Regions from separate parts of the Pan troglodytes genome. Here region 1 is linked to region 2. Evidence: chromatin contacts called from public capture Hi-C data. All regions are on one chromosome and are shown on one strand. Each heading gives the region's core, a stretch centred on a gene start, on an enhancer-like site or on the middle of the called end of the contact. The rest is flanking DNA. Distances are from core to core; before and after follow the strand shown. Region 1 overlaps FHL2 (four and a half LIM domains 2). Region 2 has its middle 79 kb from the start of FHL2.

Region 1 (2,700 bases), core at 51-2,550, 140 kb after region 2:
AGATTTCTGAAAATACTTTAAGCTAAAAATACAAAAGACGGGTTAGCCCTCTGCCCCCAACTCCCAGTGCATACCCAGTTTGGGTTCTCAAGGATGAGGAGGGCTTGGACATTTCAGCAACCTGCCCCCGAGTCCCCCTGAGAGGCAGTGCCTACCCCAGGGGACCCACAATACCCAGAGGTGCTGGGCTCAGGTGAGAACGAATTCCGCAGAAACAAGGGTGTTTAGTCCAGCTTTGAGAGCACTCTATGTTCCTCTCACCTTCATTCCTTTTGTTTTGAGACGGAGTCTCCTTCTGTCACCCAGGCTGTGCAACCTCCACCTCCCAGGTTCAAGCGATTCTCCTGCCTCAGCTTCCCAAGTAGCTGGGACTAAAGGCATGCACCACCACGCCCAGCTAATGTTTGTATTTTTAGTGGAGATAGGGTTTCGCCATGTTGGCCAGGCTTGTCTTGAACTCCTGACCTCAGGCGATCTGCCCGCCTCTGCCTCTTAAAGAGCTGGGATTACAGGCGTGAGCCACTGTGCCCGACCTCTCCTTCATTCTTTATCGTCTTGCGTCAGCAATAATCCTATTCCCAGATGTTCCAGGAAGCAAACTTCCAACAGGGATAGCACAAGAGGTCACCCCTCACAAAGGTCATAGTCATGACTGTCTTCAAAGTGTCTCAGCGTTCACATTTTTAAAATTCCTTGAACTAAAACAAAATGCGCAAAGAGATCACTAAATCAAATAACTTTAGTTTGGTTCCAGGTTCCGGGAAAACACACATACATGCACATGTGCACGTGCATGCGCATGTGCACACACACACACAGATACTTCAGCAAAAGAGAACTGTTTGTTCTAGTTTTGGTTCCGAGTTAGCTGGTGTTTTAGGACTTTCTAATCAAGGCCAAGATCCATGTCTTCACGTCCTACATTCAGCATAACTCCAGCTTCGACTTCGGTTTCAGTAACAGAGACATCGTGGGCAGGCTCTTCTTCAGGGCCATCGCGTGAACAGCCCTCCTGCGCCCTGTTCAGGGTACCTACCAACTGGAAGCCTGCCCAGGAAACCGTGCAGAGCCTAATATTCTGTTTCTGCCTCATGTATAAATGGATGATGATTTGGGGTCAGAGCTGGGAACACAAAGACAGCAATAGAAACATATCCTTTCTAAGATAAAGCTGGGCATAAAGAGATTGTTATTTTAATTTTGTATTGGCACTTTAAAAAGGCCGTATGTCATTTTTAAAAGGCAAATGTGGAGGGTTCTCTTATTCCTCAGGCAAGATGAAGCCAAGTGTGGAGTCGAGTTTTCTGCGGGGCTCCTTTCTCTCCCTCATCTTTTACTCAAAAGCACACGTCTGTCTTCTCAGGGCCTCTCCCATGTGTGCTCAGTTTTTGTCTCACTTCTCCCACCCTCACCCCCCTCCACTCCCACATCCTTACCCGTCCCCCAGTCTGAGCACTTCACTCTCCTGGTGAAAAGCAGCTGTCCACTGCCTTCAGGATCAACGGAATCTCTACACAGACATAAAAGGCAAAAAGGCAGCCATATGTTCCAGTCCAGCCAGGCCGGGGGGCCCTCCCCCCTCGCCCCGGCCTGTGGTCCCTCCAATCTGACATGCCCCCCGTCCCCAGATCTTCTGTGTCTGTGCTCTTTCTCTGCCTGAAATTCCCTTCCTCCCCCAGCTCACGGCCACCCACAGAGGTAGCACCCACACACACAGCCTCTCCTGACCGTCTCCCACCAAACAGTCCTTGGGCCTCCTGTGAACATCCCGACACCCAGAGCCTCTCTGCCATGCCGGTGACCAGAGTGATCTGAGTTGGGCAGGGCTCCCTCAGCCAAGGACGTCCTGCAGTCTGTTTCTCTGTCGCCGGATGTGGTGTGAGACGAATTGATAGGTGTTCATGTTTTCTGTTTCTCTTTCTTGCAGGCAATACATAAGGGAAATCCCTTTGTTTTTTAGAAGCATCTCTCACACACAGACATGTGCATACATGCACATCTGTCTAACCTGTTGCTCTAAAATGCAGCAAGAGAAAAGCAGCCTAGTCTTAATTGATTTCAGCAGTTAGGTGGTCCTGGGGCATGAATGTGGGTGCGCCAGGGTGCCTCGGCCCAACTTCTTTCCTTGTTTGCCCTGCAGATTCGCAAGGGGCCCCTATGCTGTGGGTCCAAGCCCTCCTGTCCCACCTCTGACTGTCTTGTGTGGTCTGGCCCCACAGGACTTGTCTTACAAGGACCGACACTGGCATGAAGCCTGTTTCCACTGCTCGCAGTGCAGAAACTCACTGGTGGACAAGCCCTTTGCTGCCAAGGAGGACCAGCTGCTCTGTACAGACTGCTATTCCAACGAGTACTCATCCAAGTGCCAGGAATGCAAGAAGACCATCATGCCAGGTCAGGAGACACTCCTTTCTCATGCGTGAGCCAGTCTAGCTACAAGCCTTGTGCACGTTCCTCTGACCCCCTGTTCACATTGACTTGGTTCCAGACGCTCGTGTTGACTTTCCAGTTTGACCTTGAACTACAGAGGAGTATTTAGAGTACTTACGAAGCAGGGACATACAGGTTCTATCATGGGCAGTAACAGGATCTTTTTGCTGTGCACGTGGGGCAGTGTTATGCAGTCAAATTGTTAGAGTAAGTAAATGGTGGGTATCCCCCTTAAAAATACATCTCCTGCATCAGCCCCCACTTTCCCAC
Region 2 (2,700 bases), core at 178-2,677:
AATGGATAGGGTAAGAGAATAGGGGATATCGGTTTGTTGCATTATAGATTCCAGAAATACTTAAATTTCATCACACATACTTAACCGTTCTGTTCTTACTTATCCCATATCCTAGATGAGACCATTTGAACCCAGAGGTCCATGCCTGGCACATGGTCAGAACTAAATATATGTTAATGCCCTTCTGGTCTCTTCTTTTCCTAAAGACTAGATGATTCTGTGACTAGAACCCTTGAGAACACTCAAAGTCAGAGGATATAAATAAGCATATAGTAATGTGTGTCTACATTACTAAAAAACAACTGAAAATCTAATCTCACCCAAACTGAAACCAGTTTGGCTAAAACAAGTAAGAAATATCTTGAAGGGGCAGCACTCCCTGCTAGTTGTTCCAATGTAAGTTCTTGATTGTCAGTTAAGAAATAAAAAATTTTAAGCTGGGTATGGTGCTCATACCTGTAATCCCAGTGCTTTGGGAGGCTGAGGTTGGAGGATGCTTGAGGTCAGCCTGGGCAACATAGCAAGACCCCATCTCTTAAAAAAATTTATTTTTAAGTCAGCCAGGTGTGATGGTGCATGCCAGCTACTCAGAGGTCAAGGCAGAGGGTCACTTCAGCCCAGAAATTTGAGGCTACAGTGAGCTATGATCATGCCACTGTACTCTAGCTCTAGTAGAGCAAGACTCTGTCCCCCCAAGAATTTTTATTTAAAGACAAACTGAAGTTTAGTAATAGCCTATGGTTTGAGTGCATGATATCTTCCAGTAAGTGGCGGTGTGGGGTTTAGCATCCTTCTTTTCTGTGATATTTAAACTAATTTATTCTTTGTATTTAATAAATGTTGAGTAACTACTTTGTCCAGAAAGTTTTTTATAGATATGGAAGAAAGGGAACCTGCGGTCTGTGAAGGGCAAAAGGCTAAATTGGGCTTCCATTTGTGCTATTTTCATGTATTAATTTAATATTTACTGAGTATAATAATAGTAGTCAATCTTTATTAGCTTTTACTTACTGTGAGCCAAACATTAGTCTAAGCACCTCATCCATATTAACTAATTTAATTTTTATAAAAACCTTAGGAACAAAATGCTACTTTTAGCTGATTGTGCAAATGAGGATCCTGAGCACAGAGTTGAAGGGCCTGCCCAGAGCCACCCAGGCAGCAGGTGGCTGAGATAGCCCTGCCTGCATGGAGTTCAGCACTTACAGAATCCCAGGCTTGTAGAGGTCCAATAAATACTGGTTAGGAGTTCCTAGCATACACGCAAACTGATCAATGATAGCGCCATGCAGTGGAGAATGAACACCATGCCAAGAGGGCCCAGATGAGGGAGCAAGTGTGTCTCCCCAGGGGATGAGGCAGACCTTCCCCAGAGAGGTCACACTTACACAAGGCGTTAGAGGAGAAGCATGGTCCCTGGAAGATGCAGCAGCACACGTGCACAGACACAAGTGTGGGCTGCCTAGGAGCTGGCAAGGGGGTCAAATAGCCTGTGTGCATTGATGGGTGTTGGGGGCTGAGCTGGAGCTGCGGCCCCCGGGGTGTGAAGGGTTCCCCTCCTGGCCTAGGCTAAGGGTTCGGCATTCGTCTTGCAGAGCCAAGGATGAGTTTAGCAGGGAATTAACTCCACCCGACTTTGGTGTGGATGACAAAGTGCAGTGCTGTGGGAAATGAGCTAATGTGGAGGACATCTGGGTTTTTGGACTCCTGGGGAAGTAGATCAGGGAGGCCAGATGTAGGCCTGACTCTGTCCATCAGCTGAGTGGCCTTCGTGAGAGGTGACTTCCTTGGTTGTGACCTGGGGATTAACAAACCAAAACCCCAAGTTTGTTGGGAGGATTGGATGAGGACGGTGCTTGCTCAGCACCTCTTATAAAGGAAACGCTCATCAACATTGGAGCTGGTCCCAGCCATGGACCCTTCCTAGCCCTGCCCCACGCCGCCTGCAGACCGTGGCGCTCAGGCAGTGATGATACCGAGACAGACATCACTGAACACTTAGGCTGAGCCCTTGGCCGGCCAGCACCCCGGGAAGCAGGTCCAATGCAGGTGAAAACATGTTTCCCGTGAGGACTCTGGTCCAGAGAGGCCAGGCCACCTCACCAGGTCACACAGGTGTCATCAGGGGGCTGGGGTTCAAACCCAGTTCTGTTTGGCTGATTCTAAATCCACACTGGCCCTCTCTATGCAAGTACATATCATGCCTCTTGAGAGCCCATCAGTGCAGAAGGGATTCTGACTCTCTTCTCCCTCACATGCCTGCTTGGGACACATGGGCATGGCAGGACAAGAGGACCCCATCTAGAGCCGAAACTGCAGCCTCTGGGTGCACTCTTGTTGGTAAGTGTTCTGGGCATGCTGCCTATGGAGCCATGGCCTCCAAGCCTGTAGACGTCACCAGCTGGAAGAGGCTAGCAGCAAGTCCCCTGGGACGTTCTCAAACCCACAGGCATTCTGCAAAGGGCAAGGGGTCAGTATAGAAGGCAGCATGGCAAGGGCTGAAAACCTGGCTGGGAGCCCCAGGCACTGGTCCCACATGCTCCTGGTCCTCTGGCCAGCCAAGTCCCTGGGTGCCTGCCAGAGTTCTGTAGCACAAATACCAGGGAGCTGGGGCCTGTGCCCTCAAAGGCAGCAGTAAGTTATCAGAGAAAAATATACATACATACATAATACACATATATACACGTACATATACGTACA

Evidence for each region. Capture Hi-C pulls out chosen DNA fragments and counts their contacts.
Region 1: a capture Hi-C map of stem cell-derived neural stem cells shows a contact between it and region 2, with 6 times the contacts expected there. The contact joins two enhancer-like sites. A contact is called at or near these places in 4 of 7 Hi-C or Micro-C datasets (blood, induced pluripotent stem cells and stem cell-derived neural progenitor cells) and 1 of 1 other capture datasets (stem cell-derived neural stem cells).

Annotation. Positions count from the first base shown.
Region 1 is chr12:17,458,606-17,461,305 of NHGRI_mPanTro3-v2.0_pri, forward strand. FHL2 (four and a half LIM domains 2) reads left to right here. Exons shown (of 7, transcript XM_016949218.3): 4 at 2,220-2,394. Among named protein-coding and RNA genes, the nearest start is that of C2AH2orf49, 37 kb to the right of the region's middle. Within about 2 kb of position 1,301, at least 5 of the 24 cell types and tissues checked have an H3K27ac peak or open chromatin away from gene starts, as enhancers often do. A contact at or near this core is called in stem cell-derived neural stem cells, where this site is marked.
Region 2 is chr12:17,315,319-17,318,018 of NHGRI_mPanTro3-v2.0_pri, forward strand. No RefSeq gene overlaps it. Among named protein-coding and RNA genes, the nearest start is that of FHL2, 79 kb to the right of the region's middle. Within about 2 kb of position 1,428, at least 1 of the 24 cell types and tissues checked has an H3K27ac peak or open chromatin away from gene starts, as enhancers often do. A contact at or near this core is called in stem cell-derived neural stem cells, where this site is marked.